3 separate regions of the Mus musculus genome follow, and all the other regions are linked to region 3. The links are chromatin contacts, called in public ChIA-PET and Hi-C maps. All regions are on one chromosome and are shown on one strand. Each heading gives the region's core, a stretch centred on a gene start, on an enhancer-like site or on the middle of the called end of the contact. The rest is flanking DNA. Distances are from core to core; before and after follow the strand shown.

What was found. ChIA-PET counts read pairs in DNA pulled down with a chosen protein or histone mark. Hi-C and Micro-C count contacts between places; a contact is called where the count stands out from the background.
Region 1: an SMC1A ChIA-PET map of the G1E-ER4 cell line shows a contact between it and region 3, with 25 read pairs. The contact joins two enhancer-like sites. A contact is called at or near these places in 1 of 15 datasets of contacts at CTCF or cohesin (the G1E-ER4 cell line), 1 of 484 Hi-C or Micro-C datasets (the G1E-ER4 cell line) and 1 of 115 datasets of contacts at active chromatin or transcription factors (bone marrow-derived macrophages).
Region 2: a Hi-C map of the G1E-ER4 cell line shows a contact between it and region 3, with 6 times the contacts expected there. The contact joins two enhancer-like sites. A contact is called at or near these places in 2 of 484 Hi-C or Micro-C datasets (the G1E-ER4 cell line and embryonic stem cells) and 3 of 115 datasets of contacts at active chromatin or transcription factors (acute myeloid leukemia, astrocytes and embryonic stem cells).

What each region holds. Positions count from the first base shown.
Region 1 is chr17:30,345,167-30,347,898 of GRCm38.p6, forward strand. All of the region lies in intron 6 of Btbd9 (BTB (POZ) domain containing 9), which reads right to left. Among named protein-coding and RNA genes, the nearest start is that of Btbd9, 230 kb to the right of the region's middle. Within about 2 kb of position 1,290, at least 67 of the 459 cell types and tissues checked have an H3K27ac peak or open chromatin away from gene starts, as enhancers often do. A contact at or near this core is called in the G1E-ER4 cell line, where this site is marked.
Region 2 is chr17:29,397,010-29,399,792 of GRCm38.p6, forward strand. No RefSeq gene overlaps it. Among named protein-coding and RNA genes, the nearest start is that of Gm36199, 36 kb to the right of the region's middle. Within about 2 kb of position 1,317, at least 179 of the 459 cell types and tissues checked have an H3K27ac peak or open chromatin away from gene starts, as enhancers often do. A contact at or near this core is called in the G1E-ER4 cell line, where this site is marked.
Region 3 is chr17:29,858,292-29,861,287 of GRCm38.p6, forward strand. The region is part of intron 1 of Mdga1 (MAM domain containing glycosylphosphatidylinositol anchor 1); the gene reads right to left. Among named protein-coding and RNA genes, the nearest start is that of Mdga1, 29 kb to the right of the region's middle. Within about 2 kb of position 1,735, at least 38 of the 459 cell types and tissues checked have an H3K27ac peak or open chromatin away from gene starts, as enhancers often do. A contact at or near this core is called in the G1E-ER4 cell line, where this site is marked.

The sequences.
Region 1 (2,732 bases), core at 40-2,539, 490 kb after region 3:
TTCTAGGAACTCCACATAAACCCTTTCTTCCAGTAGCTCTCGCTCAGCTGATGTGCTGCTCTCAACATCCTGAGGCATCAAGGAGATGTAGTAATTGCTTTCTTTTCAAGCTATCTTCCTAGGTCTCCTGGCCAGGCACAGCCAAGCCTGGCCCCCTCTAGCTCCCACCCCACCCCACAGCCGTTTTTATGTCTCTCCTCCTCTCTGCAGTTTTGTTCTGTGACTTTGGTGGAGCACACGCTTACCAAAAGCTTCCTGAGAAATGGTTTCTGGAAGATGAATAGTTACAGACTTTGAGCCACCTTCTAGTACGCCTTCCTGTTTGGCTGCCATTGTATGTGGTATGGGCCTTTAAACTACCAACTGTTTTCCTCGGGAGCTCTGAGAAGAGTATCATTTTGTCAGTCAACTGCTTTGGTACTGAAAGACCATTGTACTATCTGACCACAGCCTGCTCTAGAAGCGCATGGATTACGTCTAGATGCCCCATTCTCAGAAATTACATGAAGATGAGCCTGGGGTGGGTTTTGCCATCTAGAAACCCACACATTGCACAAAATTTCAATTGTTAGTCTTGACTTCTTCCCCAGGGCCTTTTCTCAATGACACTTGACGTTTGGATTACCAGAACCTTATGAGACCCTGTGAACCCTGACCTGCACTTTTATGCCTTCCCTTCAGCATAAGTCTTTTCATTGGTTTCATCTCCTTTCTTGGAGAGTTCAACCTCAGTGTCTAGGCTGCTTACTGATATTCTGATTCCGCTTTAATACAGCAACTCTCTAACAATACTTCCTATTCTCTAACTCTTCCTTCTCATGGCATTCTTGGTATAAAACTGCTGTTGTTTGTTAATCTCTCTAAAGATGGCAATGGCTTTTTGAAGTTTTCATTTCCCTATATACAAGCAAACAAACAACAGAAACAGGCAACTGTGGGCAAAAGCCCCCTTTTAGGTCCTTCAGCTTACCTTCTCATGGGCTGGCCAGATTAACTAGGGAGAGATCTCTAACTCGCTGCAAGGAAGAAGGATAAGGACCGAGATGCTAGTGTTCTGGAAGCAAGTCATAAAGCTGGACCCAAAACTGCCCATCTCTGTGCATATGGGTGTGTGTGTGTGTGCGCGCGAGTGTGTTAGGGTATTAACAATGCAGGGTTCTGTCTCTACAAGTGATGAGTTCACCCCTGAAGTATGGCCCTTCTTAACTGTGCACCCCTGGCTTAGCATGCTCTTATTTTGCCCTCATCAGTTAAGTTCCCAGTTTTGCACTCTGGCTGGGGAGAACGGTCAGGTTGTATGCAGTGGGGAAGTGGGCACTGGTCCTCCTCCCTTCAGCCCTTTCCTGCCCGGTGCACTGTTGGTGCTGTGCAGGTGCCTCGTGCCTTTCTGAGGGTGCACTTGTTCATGGGCTTCACAGTTTGCTCTTTTCCATATGATCAGGGTTTATGTCTACACAGCCTTGCTTGTGTTTTGCTAGGGTTCTGTTCTGAAGGGTGTGAGAACTGAGGTATGTTCACGGTGTGACCACCACTAAAGCCTTCACTACCTGTCATAAGGGAATGCCCATCTCTTTGGATATTCAGAGTTCCAGCAAGGACCTGTAGGGCCTTTTGCAGTCTGAGACCTGTAGCCTTCAAGTTTCTGTGGCCACTTGAAAACTGGTAGGCAGGACCATTTCCATCTCCACTTCAGCCTTCGGGCTACAATTCTATTCCTTATCCATTCCCTTCCAACTGCCTCTCCAGCCTCTTAGCCCCAGTCCTCCTACCAGGTCCTCAAATATTTGTCTTAGCCAACAGAGCCATTTCATCTTCTAGGCTGTTATTTTCACTAATTAAATGTCCGAACAAGGAGACATCCAGACAGTCCTATAAATTATCACCATTCTGCGGGAAGATTCAAACGACTGACTAGTTTTGTTAGCCGCAGTCTTTCTCCCCTGGGTAGAAAGGGGGATGTGTTAATTCCCACTGGGTAAAGATAAAGTAATTCAGCTCATCGGCACACTGCCACAGCTGCACAGATGGCCCCGGCCGCTCTGTTTATCTTGATAACTGTGGAAAACACCATCTCCTCCCCTTGCCTCTCTCCAGCACAATCACCAGCTCCACATGTACACCGGCTGATTGCAACCCTCTGGAGCAGAGACCTGTCTGGTGTTCTTCCTGCATATCTGCCATGCACCCTTCCTTTGTTGCTGCCGCCTCAGATAACAGCTGCTGCAGGGTACCTGATAGACTCAGCTGTGGGTCCTCTGGATGCTCCCAAATACCCCAGCTCAGCCAGCTGCATCAAAGCAGAGCCGTGGGAAGTAAGCACGAAAGGAGGCGGAAGCGCACAGTCACACCCTCTTTAATCATTATACCTACTGCAGCAGCTGTAGCAGCAGGAGGCAGAGGCCCGGGGCAGGGATGCAAAGATCTAATAGCTCCTGGCCTGCCAAGGATACCTTCTGGGATGCCAAGTGGGATGCCGAGTGGGATACTGGGAGAGCAAAACCCAGGGAGAGTACATCAGGACCCACTGCCTTAACTACTTGATCAGGAAGCCCAAGGAAAGCATTAGACGGGCTGTTCTCCTGGGCTGGAGTGAGTCACACAGGAGTAAGGCCAGACACAATGTTTTCAATCTCTGTTGCCTCTGTCCATCTCAGTACAGTCCAGTTAAACATAACGGCCACCATCCTTGTATGTCAGGACAAGTCTCACATCTCAGGACACTGCTCAGTCTC
Region 2 (2,783 bases), core at 67-2,566, 460 kb before region 3:
TCCTGAGTATGGTGTCTCCCGGGTCCTTTCGGTTGTTCCTTGACACCAGCAGTGCTACTTTCTGGCCAGCAGGTGGTGCTGTGTGCCTCTGCTGCAGGCTGGTCCAGCCTTAAAGTCTCCCTTGCTGTCAGGAATAGAGAGGACTGAGCTGGCACAGAGCCCACAGGGTATCTGGGCTGCTTGGGGGCTCCTGGACGGAGGTGGGAGGATGGGGTAGGGCAGGCCATTCTGGTTTTCCTATCAAACAACCAGGGGTCTGGTGCCTCCCATCCCAAACGCCGATTAAGCCATGTTAGTCTAAAGCCAGACCTGAGGGGACCCAACAGGACCTCTTAAGTTTTGGGCAGCTCTGGGCACAGAGGTTAAGGAGCATGGCCTCAGAATCCTATTGCTGGCTCTGCTTGTTTGTGTGTATTTTTAATTACTGTCTGTGTATTGTTGTTGTTGTGATTGTTATTATTATTATTATTAATGAAAGAGGGTCATGATAATCCCTAAAGTGAGGTTGTGGTATTCAATTGTGGGGTAGGTACTCTTGAATGGTCCTGTATCCCTCAGAAGTTGGAGACAGACTTAAGAGTCATCAATCAGTTCCTAAACCTGCCAGCGCTATATGAGAACCAGAGTCAAAAAAGAGGCTCAGGGAGAGGCTGGTCTATACTTAAAAGCACTTCTACTCTGGTTTGGGTCCCAGTATCCACGTGGTGACTAACAATAGCTTGTAACTCCAATCCCAAGGGATCTGACACCTTCTGACCTCCATTAGCTCCGGCATGTGTGTCGTTCACATGCACACACACACACACACACACACACAATCACATAAATAATCTTAGCTTTTTTCTTTAAGTTAAAACGGGGGCGGGGCGGGGTGGGGGGAGGGATGCTGTCTGGCTTGTTAGATTTCATCTGAGCAGCCTCACCTCCCAAGCTGCAGGTTGGCTGCATCTGGGGTGGAGTGTGTGCGTTTGTGTTTCCATCCAGTTCCTGGGTGGCCCTGGTGCTGCTGTGATTCTGGCGGACCCGGGTGAGAACCACAGGAGGCTAACAGTCCCAGGAAAGCCAGGGTTTTGCACCAGGCAAACAGCAGTCGCCTCCAGCGAGGAGCGGATGGAGGCCAAGGAGACAGATGGGCACACCCCAGGGCAGCAAGGGTCCCTGGGGAGGAGACACCTCCCCCCTCCACCAGGAGCCTGGGCGGAAGGAAATGGAGGAGGGTCGATCACCCTTTCCCGCCACATCTGTCAGCATGGCCAGCCCCGCCCCCTACGGGCCCTGCAGGGAAGAGGTGGACCCAGGCGCGGGCCCAGGCAGATGGCCGGCCTCTTCGATCCACGTGGCTGCAGCGTTTCCCTGGAACGGGCGGGTGGATCAGTTCCCCCTATCAGCCTGGGCCTTTGCTTCTGGGAATTCACGTTTCCTTTCTCTTTCCTTTCCCTTTTCAATATTAGACTTTAAACAGATTATCATTAAAAACAGTGCAAGGCCGACGATACAGCGCGCCGCAGTGCAAGTCGGAAAAGTTAAAAAAAGAAGAAGAACAAGAAAAAGAAAAAAGGTGATATTAACACCCCAAACCAGTGTTTGGTGAATAATCACTTCAGGACCGGGCCAGTAGCTCCGTGGCAGGGAGCGTGCCTGGTATTCAAAAGGCTGAGGTTAAACCCCTGCAGTAAACAAAACTCGCTGGGGGTTCTTTGAGACACAGTCCCAGTAATTAGACTAGCTTGGGACTTCCGACCCTCTGGCCCACACCTTAAATGCTGGGATCCGTATTCACCACCAATACTGGGTTCACTTGGCAAGGGGTCTGCCATCTGGACTTCATGCATGCTAACCAGCAGCCATACCTGCAGTCCTTCATGCACATACCCGGGGGTGTTTGTTCGTTGGATCGAACTCGGGCTTGGTGGCAAAAAGCCTTACCTGCCTTACCCGCTGAGCCATCTTGCCAGCCCCTTTTTGCCCTTTTTTGGGGTACTTTTGAGACAAGGTCTCACTCCATAGCTCTGACTGCCCTGGAATTTGCTCTAAAGATCAAGAGACCCTCCAACCTGTCATCCTCCTGCTCCTGCCTCCGGAATTACAGCGATCCCACGTGTGCGATACCTGGCGATAACATTAATAAAGTTCATTTGCTTTTCCCTGCCTATGTGTCTGCCTGGCACGGGACATTAAATCCAATTGCTATTGCAGAGTGAGCATGGACCTTTGACATTACGATACATAGGAAAACTAAGGTGAAGGCCCACACAGTGACCCTAGCGAGATAGGAGAAAGCGTCAGCCAGCGGGATTTACACCCCTTCCTGCTTCAGACTTGCAGGCTCATTATTTATTTATTTAGCTTCTCTAAATAACCCCAGGGAAGGGCTGTAGGCCTTAAGTGCTGCCTTGCATTTCAGAAGGCTCGCCCCAGGGAACTTCCTAGAAAGGGACTCACTGGGTCAAAGGGCATGGGGGTGTGAATACTCGGTGTGTTTAAACAAACTGCTTTCTGAAGAGGTTGCACAGGTTGACGTGGGGGTGGGAGGGGCAGTGATGGCGGCTTGCAGGTGCCGAATGGTACCAAACCCTGCCTGTGAAATACAAGGAAGATACTTAAGGACCCACATACACACACACACACACACACACACACACACACACACACACACACACACGGCAATCACCCGGCACAGGCCACCCAGATGCACACCAAAGCATGCGGCGCTGCCCTTCTGCTTGGGAAGCCAAGGTTGCTCAGGTCCTGTTTCATGTCCAGTCTGCATACAAACAGGACTT
Region 3 (2,996 bases), core at 485-2,984:
AAAGATGACCTTGGGGTTTCACTGGGTCTCTGTCCCTCTTCCCAATGTGGCTACATTGAGTAAACCCTTTTCTGCATCCTACGTCGTTTTGTTTTTGTTTTTGTTTTTGTTTTTGTTTTTGAGACAGGGTTTCTCTGTATAGCCCTGGCTGTCCTGGAACTCACTTTGTAGACCAAGCTGGCCTTGAACTCAGAAATCCGTCTGCCTCTGCCTCCCAAGTGCTGGGATTAAAGGTGTGCGCCACCATGCCCGGCCCTACGTTGTTTTTTAATTGGCTTATTGAGGACAGTGGCCAGACATGACTTGGGCCACAATTACACAATGACACTGAATGCTGGGTGGTAGCCAGTTGCTCTGTTAGCTTGGCTTCTCTGTCTTGGTAGCTCCAAGTCTTGGGTGTTCCTGGTGCTACACCCAGCTCCACAATATGGCGACTGTGCCCATCCTCCTTTGTTACTAATGGCTCATGGAGGAGCTCGGGTAACCCATTTCCTATCTCTCTCTCTCTCTCTCTCTCTCTCTCTCTCTCTCTCTCTCTCTCTCTCTCTCTCACACACACACACACACACACACACACACACACACACACACACACAGAGGGAGGACTGGCCATGGCTGTTCTAGCTCTTGGGCTCCCCCTAGGGACAGGCTAAGCCTAAACTTCCTAAACCCCATTTTTGCTTGGCTGCCTACCTCAATTTCTCTTGAGGCCACATACCTATCAGATGAGCAGATCACATGCCTATACTCACTTCTACCCTCTCAGCCTCTGCTTTTTCAATTTAATTTGCATATGTGTGTGTATGTGATGTGTCTGTGTTTGAGTACATATGTGAAGGTGTGTGCACGCATGCGTGTGGATCCAGAGTGTACAGGATGGTGGTACATAGGCCTCATCTTGGCCCCTACACCAGACCCCATGTTGAGAAGGAGTGATTTCACAAGGATTCCTGGGAACAGAAAGCATTAGCTGCTGCGGGGGCTCCTGGGAGGCTCTGTGGAAGAGCTGCATTTGCCTCAGACTTCAAAGCACAAAGAAGACCCATTCTAGTGGCCAGAGGTGAATCCCACATTGAGTGTCATCCAAGAAGAACGGTGGTGATGTCTGGGCCTTAGTTTACCTGTCTCTGAAATGGAGATGCAGCCAGCTCCTAGAACTTACATGGTGGGGAGTATGAACATGATGAATGAAAAACAGGATTGCCACAGGTTCAAAAGATGTGCCCGCCATCAACACAGATGGGACAGATCTAACCAGAGCACTATTCCCAGAGGCCATCAGTCAGCAGGTCAAGAACTTGAAAGAGGATCTCATTCAGCCCAGGCTGACGTCTCTGTAGCAAGGATCAACATTTAAAAGATAAGCTGTGTGTCTTTGGGCAATTGGAGTCACCTCTCTGAGCCTGTTTCCCCACCTAGAGGAGGAAAATGGATGGATGATCTCGGAGGTCTTTTCAACTTGCTATTGATTTTGTAATCAGCGTGTGCGCGGTGCCTGTGTAAAACACACACTGTCCTCCAGGGAACGGGCCTGTCGCTGTCACCATGCCATAAAAATGTGCAACCGTCAACTGTACACATAAGAGATAGATATCTTTGGCCCAGGTCCCCAGGAAACCTCATCAAGCAACAAGCTACCAAGAGATGTCATGCATGCTGGTTGCTGATAAGACCAGGAGGCTGCATGGATGTCTGCAGGAAGCCCGGGGTGCCTCTTGACAAGGAAGACATCGGTTGAACAGGCTTCAATGGAAGATAAGCTATAATCTTGGACGCTGTGGCTTGCCCACAGCAAAGCGGTGTTGTAATGACAGGGGTTTTGGTGGCTGATAAGGAACGACGGAAAAGAGTTACAAAGCTGCACACGCTCAGGGCACAGCCAGCCTGGGCCAGGTGTGGGGCCCCGGCCAGCAGTCACAAGCAGAGCCTGTAGCTTCCTCACTGAAGGCGGGCAGGGAGCAGCCATCACCGATGACATCATTAGGATGGCCCATCTCCCTTGGCCAACATTAGCTACTAAGAAGATCTGAGTCTCATATGGTAGAGTACACTGCAAGAGATCTGAGCCACACTTATGAATGCTAAACAGCTGTGTGGCCCACGGTCCCATAGTTCTCTTGGGGATGGATGTAACAAGAATGAGCTCTCAAGGCAATCACACAGCAGGTCCAAGCATCTCCCAAGGGGCTGGAGATATTTCGTGGTTAAAAGCATGCACTACTTTTTCAGAGGGCCTGAGTCCAGTTCCCAGAATCCACATGCATATACTTGCCCCACCACCACCACACATACCCATAATTACAAATAAACCATTTCTTTAAAACAAAATCATCTAAGTGACTTTTCTTCTTATAACAACAACAACAACAACAACAAAAACCCCTCATAATCAAGTCGTGAGGCTGTCAAGAGTGGTAAAGGGGGACCCAGTGTGATGGTGTGTGCTTGTATAGAGCAATGGGGAGGCAGAGGCAGGCAGAGCCTTGTGAGTTCGAGGCCAGCCTGCTCTACATAGTAAGTTCTATGTCAGTCAAGGGCTATACAAAGAGACCCTGTCTGAAAACAAAAACAAAAACAACCAAAAAAGGGGGGACTGGAGAGATGGCTCAGAGGTTAAGAGCACCGACTGCTCTTCCGAGGTCCTGAGTTCAAATCCCAGCAACCACATGGTGGCTCACAACCATTTGTAATGGGATCCCATGCCCTCTTCTGATGTGTCTGAAGACAGCAACAGTGTACTCACATACATAAAATAAATAAATCTTTAAAAAAAATAAACAAACAAACAGAACAGCAGGCAGTGTCTATCAGCTATATACTGCAGGCTGTTGGACATAGAACTTGTGGCAATTCTCCTGTCTTTGCTCCCCTCTCCCAGTAAGGGCACCTTGGGATGATGCTCTCCCACTATTGTGTCCAAATTGTCCACTATTGTCCACTATTGTTCTAAGGATTCAACTGGAGCACTCAGCCATGCATGGCTTGGGTTTTACCCC